Linked DNA regions of Mus musculus: regions 1, 3, 4 and 5 are each linked to region 2. The links are chromatin contacts, called in public Hi-C and promoter capture Hi-C maps. All regions are on one chromosome and are shown on one strand. Each heading gives the region's core, a stretch centred on a gene start, on an enhancer-like site or on the middle of the called end of the contact. The rest is flanking DNA. Distances are from core to core; before and after follow the strand shown.

Evidence for each region. Promoter capture Hi-C pulls out the DNA fragments that hold promoters and counts their contacts. Hi-C and Micro-C count contacts between places; a contact is called where the count stands out from the background.
Region 1: a Hi-C map of B cells shows a contact between it and region 2, with 7 read pairs. The contact joins the promoter of Lrrc40 here to the promoter of Acadm in region 2. A contact is called at or near these places in 3 of 39 promoter capture datasets (cranial neural crest, liver and pre-B cells) and 1 of 484 Hi-C or Micro-C datasets (B cells).
Region 3: a promoter capture Hi-C map of pre-B cells shows a contact between it and region 2. The contact joins the promoter of Ankrd13c here to the promoter of Acadm in region 2. A contact is called at or near these places in 3 of 39 promoter capture datasets (the C10 cell line, liver and pre-B cells) and 1 of 484 Hi-C or Micro-C datasets (liver).
Region 4: a contact with region 2 is called in a Hi-C map of liver, with 5 times the contacts expected there. The contact joins the promoter of Cth here to the promoter of Acadm in region 2. A contact is called at or near these places in 1 of 39 promoter capture datasets (liver) and 2 of 484 Hi-C or Micro-C datasets (both in liver).
Region 5: a contact with region 2 is called in a promoter capture Hi-C map of pre-B cells. The contact joins the promoter of 4930592C13Rik here to the promoter of Acadm in region 2. A contact is called at or near these places in 3 of 39 promoter capture datasets (cranial neural crest, liver and pre-B cells), 3 of 484 Hi-C or Micro-C datasets (B cells, CD4 T cells and the G1E-ER4 cell line) and 1 of 9 other capture datasets (liver).

What each region holds. Positions count from the first base shown.
Region 1 is chr3:158,035,220-158,037,965 of GRCm38.p6, forward strand. It overlaps Lrrc40 (leucine rich repeat containing 40), which reads left to right and starts at 1,463. Exons shown (of 15, transcript NM_024194.6): 1 at 1,463-1,657. The coding sequence starts at 1,507. It overlaps Srsf11 (serine and arginine-rich splicing factor 11), which reads right to left and starts at 1,387. Exons shown (of 13, transcript NM_001379531.1): 1 at 1,297-1,387. The coding sequence starts at 1,386.
Region 2 is chr3:153,943,239-153,945,938 of GRCm38.p6, forward strand. It overlaps Acadm (acyl-Coenzyme A dehydrogenase, medium chain), which reads right to left and starts at 1,405. Exons shown (of 12, transcript NM_007382.5): 1 at 1,158-1,405. The coding sequence starts at 1,187.
Region 3 is chr3:157,945,587-157,948,286 of GRCm38.p6, forward strand. Ankrd13c (ankyrin repeat domain 13c) reads left to right here and starts at 1,414. Exons shown (of 13, transcript NM_001013806.2): 1 at 1,414-2,370. The coding sequence starts at 1,941.
Region 4 is chr3:157,923,679-157,926,430 of GRCm38.p6, forward strand. Cth (cystathionase (cystathionine gamma-lyase)) reads right to left here and starts at 1,385. Exons shown (of 12, transcript NM_145953.2): 1 at 1,188-1,385. The coding sequence starts at 1,352. 1810013D15Rik (a long non-coding RNA gene) reads left to right here and starts at 1,530. Exons shown (of 6, transcript XR_867796.2): 1 at 1,530-1,668; 2 at 2,425-2,568.
Region 5 is chr3:157,532,825-157,535,524 of GRCm38.p6, forward strand. 4930592C13Rik (RIKEN cDNA 4930592C13 gene) reads right to left here and starts at 1,266. Exons shown (of 2, transcript NR_152231.1): 1 at 1,186-1,266. It overlaps Zranb2 (zinc finger, RAN-binding domain containing 2), which reads left to right and starts at 1,341. Exons shown (of 10, transcript NM_017381.3): 1 at 1,341-1,650. The coding sequence starts at 1,595.

The sequences.
Region 1 (2,746 bases), core at 213-2,712, 4.1 Mb after region 2:
GGATCTGATATTTTCTTAGAGCAAAAAAACACAAACATAAATACACAGAAAACAAATTAATTTAAAAACTCATTTCTGTGATGGCTGACATGTTGATGGCTAACTATGTTTAAAAGTTAAAAATCTCTGTAGTTAGGCAAAATTAGACCTCCTATGTTAAGGACTGCTAAGGATATATATTTTTAACTGATGTTCCTGTAAATAAATTTGTTCTGCTTGAACATAAACACATTGTAATTTTGCATTCTTTGCCTTTATAAACCCGACTGAGGTGGCTGGGCGCTGCATTCTAGTGAATCTCTAAACATCCCCCAGACTCATAACCATTTCATACTGGTGAGATGGCTCTGCAGGTTGGTGGAAAAAAAAACCCACTCCCTCAAGTTGTTCTCTAACCTCCTGAGGCACCAGGGCACGTGAAACCCTATTCACGTGTGCAAAAAGAAACACTAAACTTAAAGAGGAATGTAATAGAAAATCAATTTCAGTCAAAGAATTTGGTCTGCGCTGGACACAGGATTCACGGCCCTGCCCACGTTAGGGAATTATATCCCCAGCCCTGGATAGTTGAGGGCTACTTCTTCGTTTGGGAAAATATATCAATACTTTGTAAACTCCAGGAAAAACTAAGCAGGAAATCGCTACTTATTAAATAAAATTTTCTTTTTTGTATTTACAACAAAACTACGCATTTAAATTTTCTTTGCTTTCTTTCTTTCTTCTTCTTTTTTTTTTCCTTTTTTCTTTTTTGAGACTGTTTCTCTGTTGCTCTGGCTGTCCTGGACTCGCTGTGTAGACCTGGCTGACCTCCAATTCAAGAGATCCATTTGACTCTGCCTAATCTAGTGCTGTGATTAAAGACGTGCGCCACCATGCCAGGTCAGTATTTACATTTTCATTATCCGAAGTTATTTTTAAAACTTCTTAAGACTGGATTATCGGTAAATCAGTGAAAAATGAGCTTCGTAAGCGTGGGACCAACTGCATAAGTTAGTCTGTAAGCGAGCAGGATTCGAAGTCCGAGCCCTTCACCACAGCTTTTAGCTGTCAGGTGGGTACTTAAGCTTAAGGGCCAAGCTTCGTGTCACTCGCCATCCTGTTCTCCGGGATCAATTCGATCACCGCACTGAACTCAGCGATCCCCAGGCCTGGCGCCCAGGGCCACAGGCCGCGCCTCAGGTTTCGACGCCGCCACGTTCTGATGCGACGTTGGGTAGCGCAGCCATGCCCGACCGCGCTGTCTAGGGAGCCCATGTTCCCCCCACGAGGACCTCTCAGCCCGTTAGACGCACTTACCCGAAAGAAGTTTCTCCTGAGGGCGAGGTTGGTGAGGGCAACGGAAGGGCTCGTCGGTCCTGCGGTCCCGGGAGCTGGCGGTGACGACATCAGCGCGCGCAGCTAGGGCAAGGCCCGGATTACTGTGAGGCGGAAGGGGCGGGGTTATCCAGCCATGGCACCTTGAAACGTCACAGCCGTGGTCGGGGCTTCCGGTGTGAGCTTTTGAATATGTCGCGCCAGCTGAGAGCCCCTAGGTTTGACCCTCGTGCGGGATTCCACGCGGAGGGCAAGGACAGAGGCCCCTCTGTTCCCCAGGGCCTGCTGAAGGCAGCGAGAAGCAGCGGCCAACTCAACTTGGCGGGAAGGAACCTCGGGGAAGGTGAGGCAGCGCGCGAACATCCTCTTGGTCCCCTGTGCACCCACCCGCGCCTGCTCCGTGGCCCTGCTAAGACTGGCCTTGACTTACTCGAAGTGTTCACTGAGATGTCCACAGAATACGGGATAAACATCGTAGTTTGGGAGTAAATTCGCTGTGAGATAGAGGATAGGCAGGTATTTGATTCGCCTTCCTCTTATTTTCGTTTTACCAGCTCCCCTCTGTGAGCTTAGAATAATTTTCTTTCAAGCCTAGCCTTTTTTTTTCTTCCACTTGAGGAAAATCCCAATGACAAACATACTCCTTATCCTAAGTACTAATTCAGAGTAAATGCTGCGGAGTATATGAATTTGAGAACATCCTGAGAAACCTATGAATGATCAACAAGCACAAATCTACATATTACTAAGTATAAATAAATACCTTTGTAGTGTATGTGTTTGGTAGGAGAGGACAGAGACAAAGAGAGGATTGAGAAGTGAAGCATTCTTTCTGTAATATTTTTTTCTACTTGCATTGATTAAAATCTTCCACTTCTAATAATGTACTTATGTATCTGTAAGGTTGACTAAGTAAAGACATTATGTGTATGCTTACTGAATGTGATGATTACTTGTGTCAAGTTGACACAATCAATGAGGGATTATTTAGATCATGTTCTCTATGAAGAACGTCTATGAAGACCTGTCTTGATTGATAATTGATGTAGGAAGATCTAGCCCACTGTGGGTTGTGCCATTCCCTAAGTTGGGTCTTGAATCCAAAGGTTGAGTCGTATAAAAAAGTGTGCGTGCCTTAATTCATTTCTCCCTCTGCTCTTGATTGTAGTTGTGTTGTGAGTAGCTGTTCCAAGTTCCTGCCATCTTGACTGATGGCCTGCAAATGAAATTATGAGCTAAAATAAACTTTTTCTCTAAGGTTCTTTGTTATGGTATTTTACCACAGCGTCTGGAAAGAAGAGTAGAATAGAAATTGGTACCCAGAAAGTGGATAAATCTGACTACATGGTTCCTAGGATATTTGAACTATTTTATATGGCTAGAATGTGGAAGGCTCTGGAATGTAGGTCTAGGAAAAAAGCTGAATGTTATG
Region 2 (2,700 bases), core at 155-2,654:
TGTATTTACACCTGAAAATCAGGCTCACTAATCCTAGGAGATAACTGGAGATTATTAAAATAAGACAGCCAGGCTTGAAGGCAGAGGTGAAGCTGTGAGCGCCGCACCACCCTGGACTACAAAATGAGACCCAATATAAAGAACGACGACACTCTGAAACTCTAAAGTCAGAAGAGAATTGCGTTTATTATTCCTGGCTCTCTGCCAAAACCAAGGAATTCCAATATGGGAACACTACTAACTTTAGTCTTCAAGCCCGCAACTACAGCATAACTAAGTAACGAATTACTTAGAAATTTGACTCTTGGTTTTATCCCGGTGTGAAAAATAGGATAAAGGAATGCATTTTCTGTTTTGTTATGGTGTTAGACTTTCCCTCTCTTGTCCTTGGAGGCACCAAGAAACCTGTAGTTCTGTTGTCAGAATAAAAAATAACTTTAAAACCCTTCAATTTCTGCTTTCAGAACCTGTTGAGTTGTATAGTAATGGTGTTGTAAATTCTAAAACTACAGCTTTCGGTGCCAGAGGCAACTTCAGTCCAGTTTTAGGTGGTATAAATGGAGGTTTGTACGAACACATCGCTAATATAACAAACTAGTGGTTAAAACAGCTTAGGAGACAAAACTCTGCAGGGTACAACATTTAGAAAGCAAGCTTCATGAAAATTCTTCGGTAGGCTTGTCTCCCTTTTGTTTTTTGGAAGGGTGCCTGTACATCACAAAACCACAGGCGTCCTAACCCTGTTGGTGCGAGCGGAGCGGCCCACTTCCCTTTCCTTCGTGTTGTGCCTGTGTTCTGTGCACACCCAGGATCAACCTGTTTGGATCCTAACACTTGTTCACGCCCGTGGCTACAGAACCACACACTGATGCCTTCCTGGGGTGGGACTACAGTCAAAGTTTTTTGGAAGTGATCGCCTCTGCCACAGCAGGGTTCTGACACCGGGTTCCCTTCAAGAAGCGTGGGTGACTGGAGAGAAGTGGCTGAGCCCATTGACCCAGAATGAAGCAGGTCCGCAGGGCCACGCCTGCAGGGGTCAGAGCCCGGAGATCAGTGAGGGAGGGCGGCAGGCAGCGCGGGGGGACGCCCGCAGGCTCCCGCTTTCCCCCAGGCCGCGTAGGGCCGACCCTCCCGATACCACCCGGTCACCCGCTCACCCTGCAGCCTCTGCGGAACGCCGCTGCCATGATGGCTCCTCGATCTGCTGCCTCCGACCACCTCCGTGCAGCAAGCAAAACGGACGGGGGTCCCGCCCCCAGGAGGCGTGGCTTGGAGGGAGGAGAGGGGCGGGCCTTAGACTCTAGGGGTGCGGAGGCGTGCGGGTCAAAGTCTGCAGACCTCGGGGGCGTGGCCTAGGGAGTCCCTTTACACACAGATGAGGTCTGAGCTCTCAGACTGACTTCGGCTGAGAGACAGAGGGATGACGGGTCCAAGCAGAAGACCTTGGGCGTGGTCTTTGCAGGCTCAAGGGGTGTGGCCTGGGAGGCGGGGCTAGATGAGGGAGGGTCTCGGGTCCGGACCTGGGCCAGAAGAGGGAGTGGCCTGAAGGCCCTCTGCGCATGCGTCCTGCTCCCGACCTTGCCCGAGCCTAAACTTCTGTGCTTGGCCCGGAGAAGAAGACTGTGTGCCCAGTGTCACCGGAGCCCGAAGGTCACGTTCTTTCCAGAGGGCTGCCCGGGAGAGCTGGACCCGAATCTAGGCCAGAGGGCGCAGCCAGACGTTTCTAGCAGTCAGCTGTGACCTTTACTTGGAGAGTCAGATTCTTTATGGCTCCGGTATTCACTGGAACAACAAATTCTGGGCTAGATCGATAGGTAGTCTGTACTCCTTAAAATTTAAATAGGAAATTAGCTGCATGTGTAGCCAGGGCGACTAAGACATCTCAGTGCCAGGAGACTGAGAAGGAAGATCACTGCGAGTTTGAGGCCAGCGAGAGCCAAGTAGCAAAACCTAAACAAACCAAAGCACAATAGTGTTTATTTCATCTATTTTTCTGAACGTTTTCAAGGCTACTTATTATCCACTTATATAGATGTGGGAAGCATCCTTGGGAACCCAAGCTGAGCCTATCCAAAAGCTCCCCAGACAGTGAACATTGGGAGTGAAATTTTGCTCATGAGTTTGTAAACTTTGCTTAAATTCCCATTGTCTTCCAGTTAGACCTTGTGTCTGAGATGGTAGCTGTGGTGTTATAAAGATGAGAGATTATAAAACTTCTTAGTGTTGGGTACCTTAGTTGCCAAAGATTAAGCTGTCAATAGTCCTCTTGCTCTCTGCTTCAAGGAACTGGGAGACAGGAGCTTATTTTTGAGACTAATGAACAATGAAAAATTCTCATCTTCTCTCTGTCTTACCTGTAGCATTGTCAGGCACACCAAAGCCTAGAAAAGGTATGTGGATTCCATTGTGAGATAAATGCTCAGATCTATAAGATTAATCTTTCAACATCAACAATCTTTCCTGAAACATAGTTTCTAATGGTTGTAAGGGAACATTCCAGAAAAAGGTATCTTCCTTTGAATGGCCTGCTAGTCTGATGAGCTGTTTAAACCTCTGATTGTGGAATGTTCCAGGTCCACAAACAACATTATCTGTGCCATTTTTAGCCTCCTTGGCAGCCATTTATTGCCTTCCTTTATGTGTAAGCTAACAGCTTTGTGACCATTAGGTACATTCTTTAGAATATTCAGGCACACACCT
Region 3 (2,700 bases), core at 164-2,663, 4.0 Mb after region 2:
AACTGCCGATCCTCCTCTCCAAGCCCTTCACAAAGACTTTCTGAAATTTGATTTCTGTGTCAATTTAAACTAATAATTTCCCCTTATGTTATATTGGGATGTTACAGAATCTCAGAATTTACATTTTTCTTGTACTAAATATCTTTAATAGTACTCATATTTTGATGTCCCTACCCATTACATACTATAAGCCTTAAACCTCAAAGTTTAAAGGGATGAGATGTTTGTTTTTTGAGAACAGTCACTTGAGGCAACCTTCCTGTATCTACTTCCCGAGTGCTGGGATTGTAAGCATATACCACCACAATAGGTTGTCTTAAAAAAAAATGTTCATGGTGTTTGATTTCACTGAAAGAACACTTAGGAGTTTTAACATCCATCAAGAGGTAGCAGCCAGTAATTAGGTACATGATTTTGGCTGCCTACCTACTATTTACTGTTTTTTTTTTTTTTTTTTAAGACTAATTTTGTGTGTGTGTGTGGGTATGCACCAGAGGACAATTTGTTGGAATGGGTTCTTTTCTTTTACCATGTGGGTCCCAGGGATTGAATGCTCAGTGGCATGTCATGTCACTGGTCCATCTACTAATTTTGGGACAGCATTCACTCTGTAGCTCAGGCTAGCCTTGAATCCATGTGATCAATCCTTTTGCCCTTCCTCAGTTTCTGGAGTGCTGGAACTTATTGATGTGAGCCACCATGTTCAGTTTAGTTTTCTAAATGTTCACAATTTCATCACACACACACACACACACACACACACACACACACACAGTGCTTTGATTCCCACTCACTACCTCGACTATTCATTCTATACGTCTTATGGCACTTTTGTTCTACACCATTTTATTTCGCTGGGTTACTGTGCAATTCCTGAATCTGATCTAAGATCCGTTTCCTACTTCCAAAGAATTTATGTCCAAAATTCCAAACTGTATAACTAGCACTCTGTGTAAAAACACCAAGGACCTCCAACTTCAATATGCTAAATTTGAACTCATTTTTAAAGGAGTCTTAAGCTTTTTCCGGATTCACTGTATCCCAGAGCATGCTTTCATCATCTCTCACCCGGGTTACTGCCCACTTATTTAAAAACAATTACTCCATTTCCTCAAGTAAGCATCCTCCACATACTTTAACTCTGACGTTTGTCCCAAATACACTCAACTAACAGCTGTTTGAAAAATCCTCCATTCCCGGTGTAATAAACAGCCTTTGAATTCCAAAGTCAGGCCCTAGATTCCTCCAGGATAACTGGCCATCTCTCCTCGCCTACAGCCTTGCCAGCCTGAGCAAGTCCTTGCACAGGTTAGGGAACCCAGCAGAGTCTTAGCGAGTGTTTACTGAAGGTCCAGCGCAGCTGAGTGACGTCACGTCCGATATCCGGTGGTGTCTTCCTACGTCGTTCTGAGGGAGGTTGACAAACAGGGTTTCAGCCTTTAAGCTAGAGTTCGTAACTGCCGTTGACCTCCTCCTTTACGAAGGCCCAGAGCACCAGGTCAGAGCTCTGAGTCTGGGTCTGAATTCAGCCGCAGGGCCCGGCCCAGGGTGGAACCCTGTGCGAGAGGAGCGCGGGCGCTGCCCGGACCCTGACCCAAGCGCAGAAGCGGCCCTCTAACACTCCGCGGCGGCGTTTCCTCCGAAGCTCTCGCGAGAGGAGCCGGGGAAAGATGGCTGCGCCGGGTCTTTCCGAGTGAGGAGGAGGCGGCGGCGGCGGCGCCGGGCGTCGTGCGGTCGTGGTCTCTTGAGCTGCGGCTTTCCTCGTCCGAGACGAGGGCCGCCGCCTCCGGGAGATGCGCGTGTCGCGGACCCGCGGTCGCCCCGGGAGTTCATGCTGCGTGCTAGGCTCGCGGCCGCCGCTCTAATCGCCCGGCGCCGCCGCCGCGCCGGCTCGGCCCGCGGTGAGCCTCCCGGAGCCTGTCCCGCGCGCCGCGGCGGCTATGACCGGGGAGAAGATCCGCTCCCTGCGGAGGGACCACAAGCCCAGCAAAGAGGACGGGGACGTGCTGGAGCCCTGCGAGGAGGAGGCGACAGCCGCGCTCGGCGGCGCCTTCACCGGGGGCAGAAGCGGACCGGGCGGCAGCGGCAAGGGCGGCAAGGCCTGCCATAAGATCTTCAGCCACCACCACCGGCTGCAGCTGAAGGCGCCCGCCGTTCCGGGCCCCGGCGTTCCGGCCCCGCCGCAGCACAACGCAGTGACTGCCACCTGCCCTGCCCCGGCCTGCCTGGGCGGCAGCAACCCCGCTTTAGTCGCTGACGGAGGCGGCTGCCCCTCGCTCTACCCGGTCCACGAGTGCGTCTTTAAGGGGGACGTGAGGAGACTGTCCTCGCTCATCCGCACGCACAATATCGGACAGAAAGATAATCATGGTGAGCTTTGCCTAATTTCCGTCCCCTCGGAGGTGGGGTGGGGGTGACCGTTGGCCTCCGGGTTCCCGGTCCCTTCTCCCGCACCGTGTTTTCCTCTGGCGGAAAACCTCGAGTCTTTTCAGGTGCAGCGAGCGTGCCAGGGGTCAGGGTGCAGCAAGGATGTTTTCTTCTTTTCCACCTGAGCATTTCGGGACAGGTTGCATTTTCTCTGCGGCAGTCTTTGCGAGTGCCAAAAGGTCGGGCTATCTCACATCCAGGCAGGTCTTCTGGGTTTTAGGGAACGTTTCCTTTTTCCCTCCCTCCCTTCTTGCCGGTCTTCACCGCCCAGGT
Region 4 (2,752 bases), core at 135-2,634, 4.0 Mb after region 2:
CAGTTGCAGAAGGGAGGGGTTCAAGATAAATTAAATCTTATAACCCTATTATCTCAGCTATCTCAGTTTGAACACTTGAGACCTTAGTTCAGGCTAGGATCCTTCTTGTTAACCTTCAGTGAGACTCTACATGTAACACACATAGATTTTAAGTACGCACTTGGTACATAAATACACATTAGCTATTAACTGAACATACCGACTGAAACTAATCTTAATTCTAGGATTTTCATTGTTTAGTGTGTGAGAGAGAGGAGAAAGAGAAAGAGACTGAGGGGGGAGGGAGGAAGAGAAGGACAGGGAGAGAGGGACGGAGTGGGTGAAAGAGACTGGGGACAGAGAGAAGAGAGGGAGGGGGGAGAGAAGGAGAGAGAGGGAGAGTGCAAGCCTTTGGGTGCATCAAAGAACAACTAAGGTGGTGGTTCATGCCTTTAATCCCAGCACTTGGGAGGCAGAGGCAGGCGGATTTCTGAGTTCGAGGCCAGCCTGGTCTACAAAGTGAGTTCCAGGACAGCCAGGGCTACACTGAGAAACCCTGTCTCAAAAACAAACAAACAAACAACAAAAAAAAAACAACTACAGGAGTTGGTTCTCTCCTTCCATCCTATAGATTATGGGATTGAATTATAGTAGTCAGGTCTGGTGACAAGCACCTTTATATACCTGCTGTAATAAACACCATGCCCAAACCAACTTGGGGAGGAAAGAGTTTTTTATTTTACTTCCATTTAACAGTTCACCATGGAAAGCAGTTAGGACAGGAACCTGGAGGCAAGAACTAATGCAGAGGCCACGGAGAGGTGGCTTCTTACTGGCTCGTTCACCCAACTTCTTATAGAACGCAGGGCCACTAGCCTGGGGGGGGGGGGCACCCACCATGGACTTATCCTCCCCCATCAATCTCTAATTAAGAAAATGCCTGCTTGCAGCCTGATCTACTGGAGGCATTGTCTCAATCGAGGTCCCCTCCTCTCTCGCTTGAGTCAAGTTGATATAAAACTAGTCAGCACGACTGCTGAGCCATTTCACCAGCCCAAGAGCCTTCATTTTTCAAAGTAGGACTGGCTGCAGGTAGCTTCGATGCTACAGAATTCAACAACTTACAGTTCTGGTTTTTAACTGAAAATCGCAGAGAGCGCATGTCCCGAGCGCTCCCACAGTCAGCCCAGCCCTGCCCGGCTGCTTACCGAGGACTGGCCCGGGAAGTCCTGCTTAAATGTGGTGGCCAACGAAATGGGCAGCACCACGGCACGAGAATTCCATTGCTCAGGCTCTTGTCCCACGTGGATGGCCTGAGTGGCGAAATGCTGGAAACTAGGCAGGAAGCCGCTCAAAGAGGCGTCCTTCTGCATGCTGGGGCAGGAGTGCGAGGTGTTGCTTTGGCTAAAACCTTCTGGACTTTGGCGCTTATATCCAGGGTGGGGAGGGGCCGACGCAACCAATCATCGCTGGTCCCTAGGCAGCGGCCCTGCTTATTGGTCGGCAGTGGAGGTGTTGCCCCGATCGTTCCTGCCCCGCCTCCCAGTGGCACAGAGCAGTGCCCACGTGGGACACCTCAGCACTGAGGTGCAGCACTCAGCCCAGAGATCCCCTTTGTCTGCAGGATAGGGACGCAACCTCCAGCAGCCTCGCGTGGCCCCAGAGTTCCGGCAAGGGTCACGCAGGCAGGTGCTTCCCTCGGATCTGAGGACCGCCACAGCTGTGCCACCAGCGCCCGCGTCTCTACTCTGGCCAAGATCAGGCCTTAAGGCCCAAGCTTTGCTCCCAAAAAGACGTAGCTTTGACCTAATTTTACACCTTGTCCGAGAACTGGGGAATTTAAGGAGTTTCTGTACCTGGGAAGTCGAACCTAAAACTTTGTTTTTTTTTTTGTTTTTTTTTTTTAAGATTTATTTATATTTACTTATTATTATATGTAAGTACACTGTAGCTGTCTTCAGACACACCAGAAGAGGGAGTCAGATCTCGTTACGGATGGTTGTGAGCCACCATGTGGTTGCCGGGATTTGAACTCAGGACCTTCAGAAGAGCAGTCGGGTGCTCTTACCTGTTGAGCCATCTCACCAGCCCGAACCTAAAACTTTGAAACACTGTTGAACGAATTTGGAAGGTGTTAAGGAATAAACAACTGATTTTAAAAGCTACGGTTTGGAAAAGCTACGAAGAGCAAACACAATCAGTATGCTTTTCAAATTAGCTCCAGACACAATCACCTTCCAGAACCAAGTGTACACTGCCAGAGGCACAGGGGAAGCGGGTAGCCTCTGAAACACTAACGGGTTACCATGCTTGCTTGATTAGTATTTCTCCTTTTAAAGTATGTTCTCAGCCTGAGTATATTTTAACGATGTGTTTGTGTGTGTGTGTGTGTGTGTGTGTGTGTGTGTGTGTGTATTGCACCACATGCATACTTGATGTCTACAGAGGTCAGAAAGGCTGTTGGATTCCCCTGGAACTGCATTTGGAAACAGATGTGATCTGCGTGTGGGAGAGAAAGCCAAGCCCTGGTGCTCTGGAACCAATGCTCCTGCGGGCAATGCTCTTGCTCCCTGAGCCATCTCTAAAGACGTAAGTACATTTTGATGAGATCACAGAAAACACCGAGGAGTAGAAGGGCCTGAAACAGTTCTGAGTCCAGTTCTAAGTACAGTTGGTAAGCCCTGGGTTATACAAACATGGATGTTTTCTATTTGTTTGTATACTTGTCTGTTTATCGTATTTGAGAGTGCAGAGGAATGTGTGGCACACCCAT
Region 5 (2,700 bases), core at 16-2,515, 3.6 Mb after region 2:
TAAAAATTCCACATTACCCAAGATAAAAATCCAGGAAAAAATCAGTGATTATACAATATGAAATAACTGGGAAGGTGTGGACAATTATCAGAATAAAATACATCCAAGAGCTTTCAAGTGAGATGATCAAGATGAATATAAGTATCAAAAGTGTTAGACATTAAAACCAAAGCAGTTTAATGATTTTTTTTTCTCCTGGATAAGAGCTATATGCGAGAAATATAAATGCCAGAACCCGTGTGCACAAATGTTCACGAGAGTTGATCAACAATGCCAAAACATAGATTTGGGTGTTAACTGTAAGAATATTTGCAAGAATATTTGCATGGGGGAGGGGGGAGCTAGAGAGATGGCTCAGTGGTTAAGAGCAGTGATTGCTCTTCCAGAGGTCCTGAGTTCAGTTCTCAGCAACCACATGGTGGCTTACAACCATCTGTAATGGGATCGGATGCTCTCTTCTGGTGTGTCTGAAGACAGCTACAGTGTACTCCTATAAATAAAATAAATAATCTTTTAAAAAGAATACTTGAATGCACGTTGTGACAAAGTGCAGGGTTTGGGGCTTAACTGTCACAAGAAAGAATTGTGAATATGCATGACTGAAATAAAAGTGAGCTACATGCAACTAACTGCAAACTCAGAAACTACGCGGAACTAAAAGCAACCCTCTGTCACAGTAAATTGTACCATTTCTCACTTTAAAAAATAAGCATACAGTATATGAACTAAATCTTTTATAAAGAACGAGAATAAACCCAAAGGGCCAGTGTTAAATCTGGGGAAAGGTAGTGAGTTGGGGTCAGAATTGTATCAATACTATTTCCTATTTCTAAAACCTTGGGGTGGCTCCTCTGTGTACAGGGCTTATCTCTCACACATATTAAATATTTTTAAAGCTAAGTTTTTAAGCAACAGCCCAAGAAGGAGAGATATCTCCCTTCATTAATATGACTTTTCCATCCAAATACTAAGCAGCCTAACTACACAAGCCAGGTGGAGCTAAAAGTGAGACCCTATGTTCTCACAGGAAAAAAAGTTTATCTTTTTGACGTGGCCTACAGAAGCCTGACAGAGGTTCCAAGTGGTATGTATGAAACAGTAATGTCCGGGGCAACCTGGTTTAATCCTCAGTCTCTGTCCAAAAATAAAAATAAAGTATCTTCTCCAAAGACTCGAGCCTCCCACCTTATTGCTCGCCCCAGTAAACCCTAGGCAACGCGCAAGCCCGTGGGCTATCGAGCCGCGCCGAGTCACTTCCGCCTCTGCGCCCTAGCCCCGCCCCGGAAACGGAAGCGCCTTTCTCTAGGGTCCTTCGGCCTGCGGAGAACTCGGCTGCGATGGCCGCCGGGCCGGGCTGTCCTCACAACGCCTGCTCAGGAGCTCGGTAAGGCCGAAGCGAAGCAGAGCCTCAGGACGGGCTGCTGGCTCCTGGGCGTCGTCTCCGCACCGCTGCTCCAGGCTCGCGGTCCGGCGGTGTGAGTTCTCCCCCACCCCAGGGAAGGGCGGGTCCGGCGGCGCGAGGACAGCCCGGCGCGAGGCCCCCGCGGCTCCGGTGGGGACGTCGCTGCGGGCGGCACTGCTGCTGGCGTCCAAGATGTCGACCAAGAATTTCCGAGTCAGTGACGGGGACTGGATCTGCCCTGACAAGAAGTGAGCGTGGCGGGATACCGTGGGACCTGGGGTGGCCGGGAGGTCCCTGTGAGGGCGGCGACGGGGTCGCGGCCTTTGTGGGGACGGCGGGGCGGTCGCTGCCGGCCTTGAGCGGTCGCGGGCGGCCCGCACGTGACCCCGCGCGGAGCTGAGCTCACGGTTCAGTGGCCCTGCTCCGAGCTCTGCCGGGGCCGCTCGCTGTCCCTCCCTCCCTCCGTCCCTCGCTCCCTCCCTGCGGCCGCCGTGCTTTCGGGCCTGCGATCCGTCCCCAGTGACTTGGCTTTTCTCATCCTCCTGCCGAGAGGCAGGAGGCCTGGGCACGTACGTGGCCGGGAAGCCGGTGTGCTCCGCTTATGGCCACAGAGATCGTTCTGAATAGGTGTCCCTATTTTTAAAGAAAAGTGATGTACCAGCTCGTGTTCTTGGAAAGCCAGAGTCAGAGCTGAAGGAAACCCGGGTTTACTCTTCTGTCTACTGCAGAGCGTCTAGCCTGAAGTACCTTTGCTAGAAAATACATTGCTCGACTACAGTTAACACCGAAATAACATGGGCAGTGTGTGGAGAGCAAGGAAATGATGTCACTCAGATCCACTTGGTTGGTATCAGACTGATATCAGGCTAAGCATACCAAGTCAGCAGACTAGAACCGAGATCCTCTTGGACTGTCACTGCAGGAACTGTGTGACACTTTGGAACCCTTCAGAGATTAAGACACCAGCCTCTCTGCCTTCTGTGTGACTCGTAGAAAACTGTGCTCTTGTGTTCTTACTGAAAGCACCCATGTATATTTTGGGAGGACCCTTCATTCAAAGTCCTGTACACCTAAACTCGGCAGAAACTAAATGTTATTTGTACTGAATATGTAAATCAAGGAGACAGTTTTCAGAATATATTTTCAGTTTTACTTGGAACGTGTGTATTTTTTTTTAACAGAAAAAGGGACCTTAAAGTTGTCTGGAGCCATTCAGTTTAGTGTTACACTTCCTTTCACTATTTTATCTCATTCATTGTTTTTTAATAGGGTGGTGGATTCTTTGTCGTTACTTATTT